Regions from separate parts of the Sus scrofa genome. Here region 2 is linked to region 1. A link is a contact called in public Hi-C data. All regions are on one chromosome and are shown on one strand. The core of a region is the stretch at or near the end of the contact, and the rest is flanking DNA. Distances in the headings are between cores, read along the strand shown. Region 1 holds the start of PNKP (bifunctional polynucleotide phosphatase/kinase). Region 2 holds the start of IZUMO2 (izumo sperm-egg fusion protein 2).

Evidence for each region. A called contact is a pair of places that touch in the nucleus more often than the background predicts.
Region 2: a contact with region 1 is called in a Hi-C map of embryonic fibroblasts, with 6 times the contacts expected there. The contact joins the promoter of IZUMO2 here to the promoter of PNKP in region 1. A contact is called at or near these places in 2 of 47 Hi-C or Micro-C datasets (embryonic fibroblasts and undifferentiated spermatogonia) and 1 of 2 datasets of contacts at active chromatin or transcription factors (alveolar macrophages).

Annotation. Positions count from the first base shown.
Region 1 is chr6:54,878,792-54,882,285 of Sscrofa11.1, forward strand. It overlaps PNKP (bifunctional polynucleotide phosphatase/kinase), which reads right to left and starts at 2,023. Exons shown (of 18, transcript XM_005664749.3): 1 at 1,892-2,023; 2 at 1,448-1,611; 3 at 795-841; 4 at 1-210. The coding sequence starts at 2,016. It overlaps AKT1S1 (proline-rich AKT1 substrate 1), which reads right to left. Exons shown (of 5, transcript XM_005664751.3): 5 at 2,790-3,494.
Region 2 is chr6:55,068,001-55,071,646 of Sscrofa11.1, forward strand. IZUMO2 (izumo sperm-egg fusion protein 2) reads right to left here and starts at 1,937. Exons shown (of 6, transcript XM_021094780.1): 1 at 1,161-1,937; 2 at 891-965. The coding sequence starts at 1,716.

The sequences.
Region 1 (3,494 bases), core at 773-3,272:
CGGCTCAGCCTCTTCCTCCTCCTCGTGTGGGGGCACAGGAGGCGTGCCAGGTGGAGTGTCTGGCTGCAATTCTGGAGTGCGAGCCTCTTCCCAGCGCAGGGTCAACGGGTGGAGGCCGTTGACCAAATACAACGTGTCCCCCACCCCTAGAGAGCCCTCCAACCCCGGCCTCAGCTCTTGGGCTCCAGCAGTTGAGGGGTTAACTCCTAGCTGCAAAGAAAGAGGGAGGTGCTGGTACAGGCTCCACCCCACCAGTAACCTCATCCAATCAAATAACCTCAAAAAGGCCTTCCTTTCTCCATCAGCCAATCAGACCCTTAAGCTCCACCTCTTCACTGTGTACCGCCAATCAGGGCATTGGGAAGGTAATACGCATCCAGTCCTAACCAATTTTGTTTTTTTTCTTTGACTGCTACACCTGCGGCACATGGAAGGAGTGGAATCCATAGCGGAGGCCTAGGCCACAGCGCCATAGCAACGCCGGATCCCAGTCTCATCTGCGGAGTTACGGCCGTAGTTTACAATAACGCTGGATCCTTTACAGCCGGGGATGGAACCCACATCCCCACAGAGACGACGTCATATCCTTACCCTCCTGAGCCACAAGGGGAATTCCTAGTCTTACCCAATTTAAATGGGGATGAAAGTTTACCCCACTGAAAGAGGCCAGACCTCCTCCCCTCCCAGGCAGTTAGATTTTCTCGATGGGCCAGTTTCCCCAGCTGTTCCTACCCTTCGACCCCCCCACCCCGCCCCACCCCCAGGCCTGCTGCCCCTTGCCAACGAACTGGTACCTGTTTCACTGCCACGGTCCGAGTCTCAGGGTCTGCAACCAGCTCCACTGAGGATTGAGGGGGTGGAGTTGGGATCTGAATCTTTCGGTGATTGTTTCCTTCCCTACTGGGGAGTGTGGCCTGCTTCAGGCCACAGGATGGGGCTACAACACCCATTCAGCAGGAGGAGGTGGTTTATTTCTAAGTAGGTTTGGCTCACTCCTCGATATGCAGTAGCCAGATAATGGCCTTAGGATAGCCTGTGACACCGGTCCTCGCCTAGGGGCAAGGCAGGTGTTTTTCTGTATAGCATTGGTTTCTCCTTGACAACGCAGGAACCTGACGAGATGCAAGTCCTGGGCTTGGCCTGCTACCACCCATCTCTGCTCAGCAATATGCATTTTTCTTCATAGGATCGGCTCTCTCCTGGACAAGGTGGTGGCCGGATTCAAGCCCGAGTTATCTGGCTAGTTCCAGGTGGGGTCAGGCACCACCTTTCCCTTCTGTGCTCCCCGGAGGGCACTTGCCAACTTCAGGACTAGCTGCACCACGCGATTCGGCCTGGGGGCCAAGCACATCCCTCCCCGGACTAACTCTCGGTCTTTCCCATTGATTGTGTTCCCGCTTCTGAAGCAGGCCACACCCCCTCCGGCTCAGGCCCCGCCCTCGCCCACCTTGGTTTCGGGAGCATTTCCGGTCGGTAACCAGAGTCAAGGGTCCCCGGCCCAGGACCAGGGCTTGCCCGTCGGAGGGCAGGAAGATGGGAGGTGCTCCCCCAGGGGGGCTCTCCAGCCACAGGCGGCCCCGGGCCTCCACCTTGGCCATCCTGGAAGCCGGCCTAAAGGGAAGTAGGTAAATAGGTTTGAGTGGCAGCCCGCAGATTGCTACAGGAAGTCCCGCCTCCTCGGCCGCTCCACCAGGAATTCTCTTCTTCCGCGAATGGCTCAGGAAATTCCACCCGCTCTCCGGCTTGGGGCTCGCGCCGTTTCCCAGGCGACGACTCCCCGCTTCGTCCCTCCCAGAGCCCCGACTCCTACTTCCCAGGGCAAAGGCCGAGAAACTCATGAACTCCCGCCTCAACCCTTTGCTCACCCTTGCCCGCTGCTTGGCTCACTCACCACTTCCAACCAAGGAAATCCCGCCCGAGGCGCCTGGCCCGCAACTCGCCTTGCAGCTTTCTCCGTTTCTCCGCGGACGGAAATGACTCGCCTACTAAAGTGGGCGGGGCGTTGGTCCCGCCCATGACGTAAGCCCCGCCTCTTAGCGGTCCCGGGGCCTCTCTAGTCCCTCTGCGGCTCTGACCTTCATCTCTCCTGCTGCAGGGTGAGGCTCAGGCCAGTAGGGGGAAGGGGGTCTCCACAGATTTTCCTCTTTCCACGCTAAACTCTCGTTTTCATTCCCCTTGCTGGACAGTTACAGCGGGAAGTTATCCTTCCTCTTTGTTGACTATTGGCAGTCGAAGAAACCCTGCCCCAACACACACCTACCCTCATGCTGCAGTTTCCTCATCTGCAAAGTGGGGATAATCCTTTCCACGTTGCAGGGTTACTAGAAAGATGAAAGGAGTTAGTACATATAAATACTTCAGAAAAGTTTCTAGGTGGTAGTTGGCTCGGTTTAAGTTTCGTCTGTTAACATTCCACCCATGGTGGTCTGATGGGAGATGGGTATTCCACGCTTACTGGACCTGGCCCCATCTTCAGGTCTGGCGCCATTGCTCTGTAACCACCAGCTGACTTAGAATAGTCAGAAAACTCCTGGCGTCAGCTGGAGGTTCCTGGCTTTCCTGGGCACTCAGGAACTGTAGTTCCTTAAACTATTCCCAACACTCACACTCCTGAAGAGTGGGAATCAATGACTACACAGGACTGGAATCCTTCCTCCTACCCCGCGAATCTCCATTATCTTGTCTGTAAAATAGGCACAATTAGTTTAATTCGCAGCTTTGCACTGAGAAGCAATGAGACACTGCTCATTTGGCTTCAGAAAATGTTGAATAACACAACACACCTCATAGTCATTTGTCAGAGGTAAAACTCTTTAATCTCGGAGCGCCCCTCTCAACTCCTGATCCCGACCCCCCATTCTCTCCCCCACACCAGGGCCGGAGAGTGAGGCCCCCTGCCCTCCACCTTGGGTGGACGAGGGCCCTTTAAGGCACCTGTGGGGGTGGGGGGAGAGGGGCGGGAGCTGGTAACGTCCTGGACACAAGGACGGGTTTTGATTGGCAGGCAGTTGTGATAAAACCAATGAGAGGGTGTCAGACGCAGGAACAGGATTAGGCCATCCTTGAGGGGGCCAGAGGGACAATTGTCAGGACTGAGCCAAAAAACGACCCCAGCCCCAGTAGTGTAAAGACTGTAAATGTAAGGCCACAGGCCAATCCTGGGCAAAGGGGATTGGCCACGCCCCCAGGAGGCTGGAGCCAATCAGGTGGGGTAACTCGGGGTGGACAGGACTCTTGGGATGTTGGTCAAGCCCTTTACAGTGTTCAAGCCAATCAAACGAAGGAACTGCCCATTCACTATGCGAAGTGGAGGGCTACTACCCAATCCTGCAGCTTGACTGTGCTCTTTCGGGAACGGAGCCAATGCCGTGAGAGCAAAGCCCTTGTTGCTAGGCAGAAAACGACAGAGTTGACCTATTAAGTCAACTGGCCGCGCCCTGATGCCGGACCACGCCAATCCCTTAATAGAAAGAATCTGTCGCTGGGCGGAGAGA
Region 2 (3,646 bases), core at 687-3,186, 190 kb after region 1:
CCACGACGGGAACTCCAATAAGAGCAATTCTTAAAAATGGGATAAATTTAATTTTTAATATAATTAAAATGAGTATTTCCCCCAATTATATGACTATTATGTGTATTATGTGTTCGGTATTAAAACGGGGTGGGGGGGAGGGAAGGAAAAGAAATAAAAAACGATCGCCGTTTGCTAAGCACAGGGAAGACAAGCACATAGCACCTTCAGTCCCCTTCTCCTAGGTCAGCAGACGTCAGTATACTGATTTCACCCCCTCCCCACCCCTCTTTTAGGGCTCTTCTTTTTTTTTATGGCCACATTCAAGGCCACATGGGAGCGACTTGACCTCTGGGGGAGGGGCTGGAGACAGAATCCCCTCCGGGTCAGGGATTGAACCCTCACCAGAGTAAGGGCCCTCACCACAGTAGTGACAAGGCCAGGTCCTTAACCCACCGAGCCACCAGGGAGCTCCTAGGGCTCACTTTATACAAACGCACACACATTTCATAAGATACATTTTTTGCTTTTTAGGACCGCTCTGCTCCTCCCTGCTCAATCCCTCAAGGTGGGGTTTACGGAGCTTAGATCCCTCCCCTACCGCGGTCCTCAGGGCCCGCTACTGCCCACTGCTGTCTCAGGTTCGAAATCCTCAGCTCTGTAGTTCCCAGCTGTGCGACTTTGGAGCACGCCGCCTGTCTTAGCCTCAGCCTCCCCCTCTATAAACGGCAGATCACCATAGGGCCTCCCTTGATGAACTGTCCTAGACTCTTCTAGAACCCTGCCAGACACACACTAAAGGCTATACGCGTGTTTGCTTTTATTTTTATATGACGAGAAGGCATGGTGCACAGGTGGAAAAGGAGGCGGCGGAAGGGGGCTGGGAAAAGGCTTTCCCACTTAGCTCCTACCTCTCAGAGAATTAACCTTTAAGCTGTTTGTTTGATTCTTGATAAAGGACGCCACAAGGTCCAGCTGTTCTATCCCTGGGGCGAGAAGGGAGGAAATTCCAGTGGGTCCCTCCATCTCCCTCCGGGACGGGCCCCGCCCTTCCCCTCTTGGGGGCGGAGCCCCCAGAGCCATCATCTCCCCCGCCCGAGGCTACCCGGCTGGTCTCTTTGCCCCCCACCCCCGCCCCCGCCCCCGCCCCCGGACTGGGCACCACCCCCCTCAGTACGCACCCACTCTCCCCACAAAGGCATTCAGCGCGTAGTCTCGGAAGAAGGGCCCCTCCATGCCCAGCAGCAGGGCCTGAGCGCGGGCCCGCAGCTGCTGTACTTGGAAGCGGCTGGGGATGAGAGCGACACGCAGCTGGCTCAGGGCCTCCAGCACCGAGAGGTCACACTGCAGGCAGCCCCAGCCTCGGCGGGCGCTCAGGCCCAGGAGCAGCAGAAGGGCCAAGGCCGGAGGCATGGCGGAGGCCTTTGTGACGTCACAGAGAGAACCCGGCAGGCTCCTCCCCCAGGCAGGGGCGGAGTCAGGGAGGCCCAAGGAGAAACGCTCGCGTGCGCAGGCGCGTGCTTGCAGAGCACCTACTATGTGCCAGGCACGGGACTGGGAGCGAAGGAGAGAGTCTCGAAAAACAGAGGCCTCTGCCCAGGCTTCTTCGCGTTTACGGTCATTTTTTTCAACATATGCGTATTGAGCACCTACTGTGTGCCAGGTGCTGTTCCAGGAGCTGGGGTTAGAGCTGAGAAAACCACAAAAATCCCTGCTGTTTTCACCACTTACATTCATTAGTTCAACATATATTTACTGAGCACCTCTTACCGGCCAGTCCCTGTTCTAGGCCCGTGATGGATCACTGAGGCAAGTATTTATTATGGCCCCAACCCCTAGGAAGGAATCTGACATACAACAGTCAATAAATATTTGAGGGCGTTCTAGTTTTGGCTCAGAAGGTTACAAACCCAACCAGTATCCATGAGCATGCGGGTTCGATCTCTGGCCCTGCTCAGTGGGTAAGGGGATCCAGCGGTTGCCCTGAGCTGTAGTGTGGCTTAGACCCACACTGCAGCCAGTCGGACCCCTAACCTGGGAACTTCATATGCCTCAGGTGCTGTCCTAAAAAGCAAATAAATAAATCAATATTTGGAAAAAAGTCATTTTCCATTTCTGTCTGTTTCCTCCTCCCTAAAATGAGGATAAAAATATACCTACCTTATCCCAAGGGTGCAGTGGTGTTCCCTGGTGTCCCAACAGTTTAGGATTTCTCACTGTCACTGCTGTGAATGGGATTTGATCCCTGGCCTGGGAACTTCTGCATGCCATGAGCACGGCCAACAAACAAACAAATAAACAAAAAACCCACAAACGAAAAACCCCAAAACAAAAACCGAAATCCGAACTGTAAACTGTAAAACAAAAAACCCCAAAACAAAAACCGAAATCTGAACTTTAAATTGTATTGGGCTGTAATGGATTTAAACGTAGATTGCAAAAAATGGATTCTCAATTCAGTTATTGAGACTGCCTTAAACATGTTTGGAAGAACTGAAGTATGTGAATCTACTACTTCAGCTGTAAAAGGTATGAAATCTAAAAAGAGAGAAAGTGTCATTAATGAAAAAATCAGTGTCGGAATTGACCTGTGCTGTCCTAAGATCATTTTAAAGGTTCAGTGTAATAAAAGGTAAAAAACTTTTTTTATATTAGTTGCACTTTGAAGTGATACTATTTTGCTGTATTGAGTTAAATAGAATATAATTAATGTCACTGTCCATTTTTACCTTTTTCATGTGGCCAGCAGAAATCTGATTACTTAGGGGGTTTGAATTATATTTAAATTGAACATCGCTGGCCTCGCACATAATGATGCTTAATAGGTATCACTTGAAGTGAATCAGATGTGATTAAATTAATTGGGGTATAAAGGGGAGAATCACTTAAGGTGTCATGGGGTGCTCCCTGAGTCTTTCTCCCCATTAACCTCATTGAATTTAATCACATCTGATTCACTTCAAATGATCCCCATTAGGCCTCATCCCTGTGCTTGGCAGGAGAGAAACAGGAGAGAATTTCGCTTGGGTGTGATCACCGTCTTGTGGTCTAATCAGCCCATGACACCTTAAGTGATTCTCAACCAAAGCCCCCAGTTAATTTTATCCCAGCGAATTCAATGCACATGACACCTACTAGGCACCAACTGCATGCTAGGCCACAAATAGAGGAGAGAATTTCAATCGGGGGACTTCACAAGCCTCATTTGAGCCATTATCTACCAGCATGAGCTCCTGAACATGGGACCGAACCAAGAGCTTCCCAAACGCTGTGCAAGGAAACATACCACCATCTGAAAAACCTGCATAACTCAGTTAACTATTATTTTGCAAGTGAGCAATACGTGATGTGACAAAATCACTTTAAGTGATTCTCCCCTATAGCCCCCAGTTAAGTGATCCCAGCGAATTCAACGCACATGACACTTATTAGGCACTTGGCCCCCAGTTAATTGGTCCCAGGTAATTCAATGCACATGACACCTATGGGCGAAAGAGCCATTCAAAGTGCAATACAAACTTAATTGTATTTAAGTACATGAAAAGTTCATGGGCAAGGTTTCAGGTTCCAAACTGAAAGGGCCTTTAAACTTCGTCAAATTTTGGTGTGATAGTAAAGCACATCCACAATTATCGGAGGAAGACATTGCAATACACCTCTGCTTCCC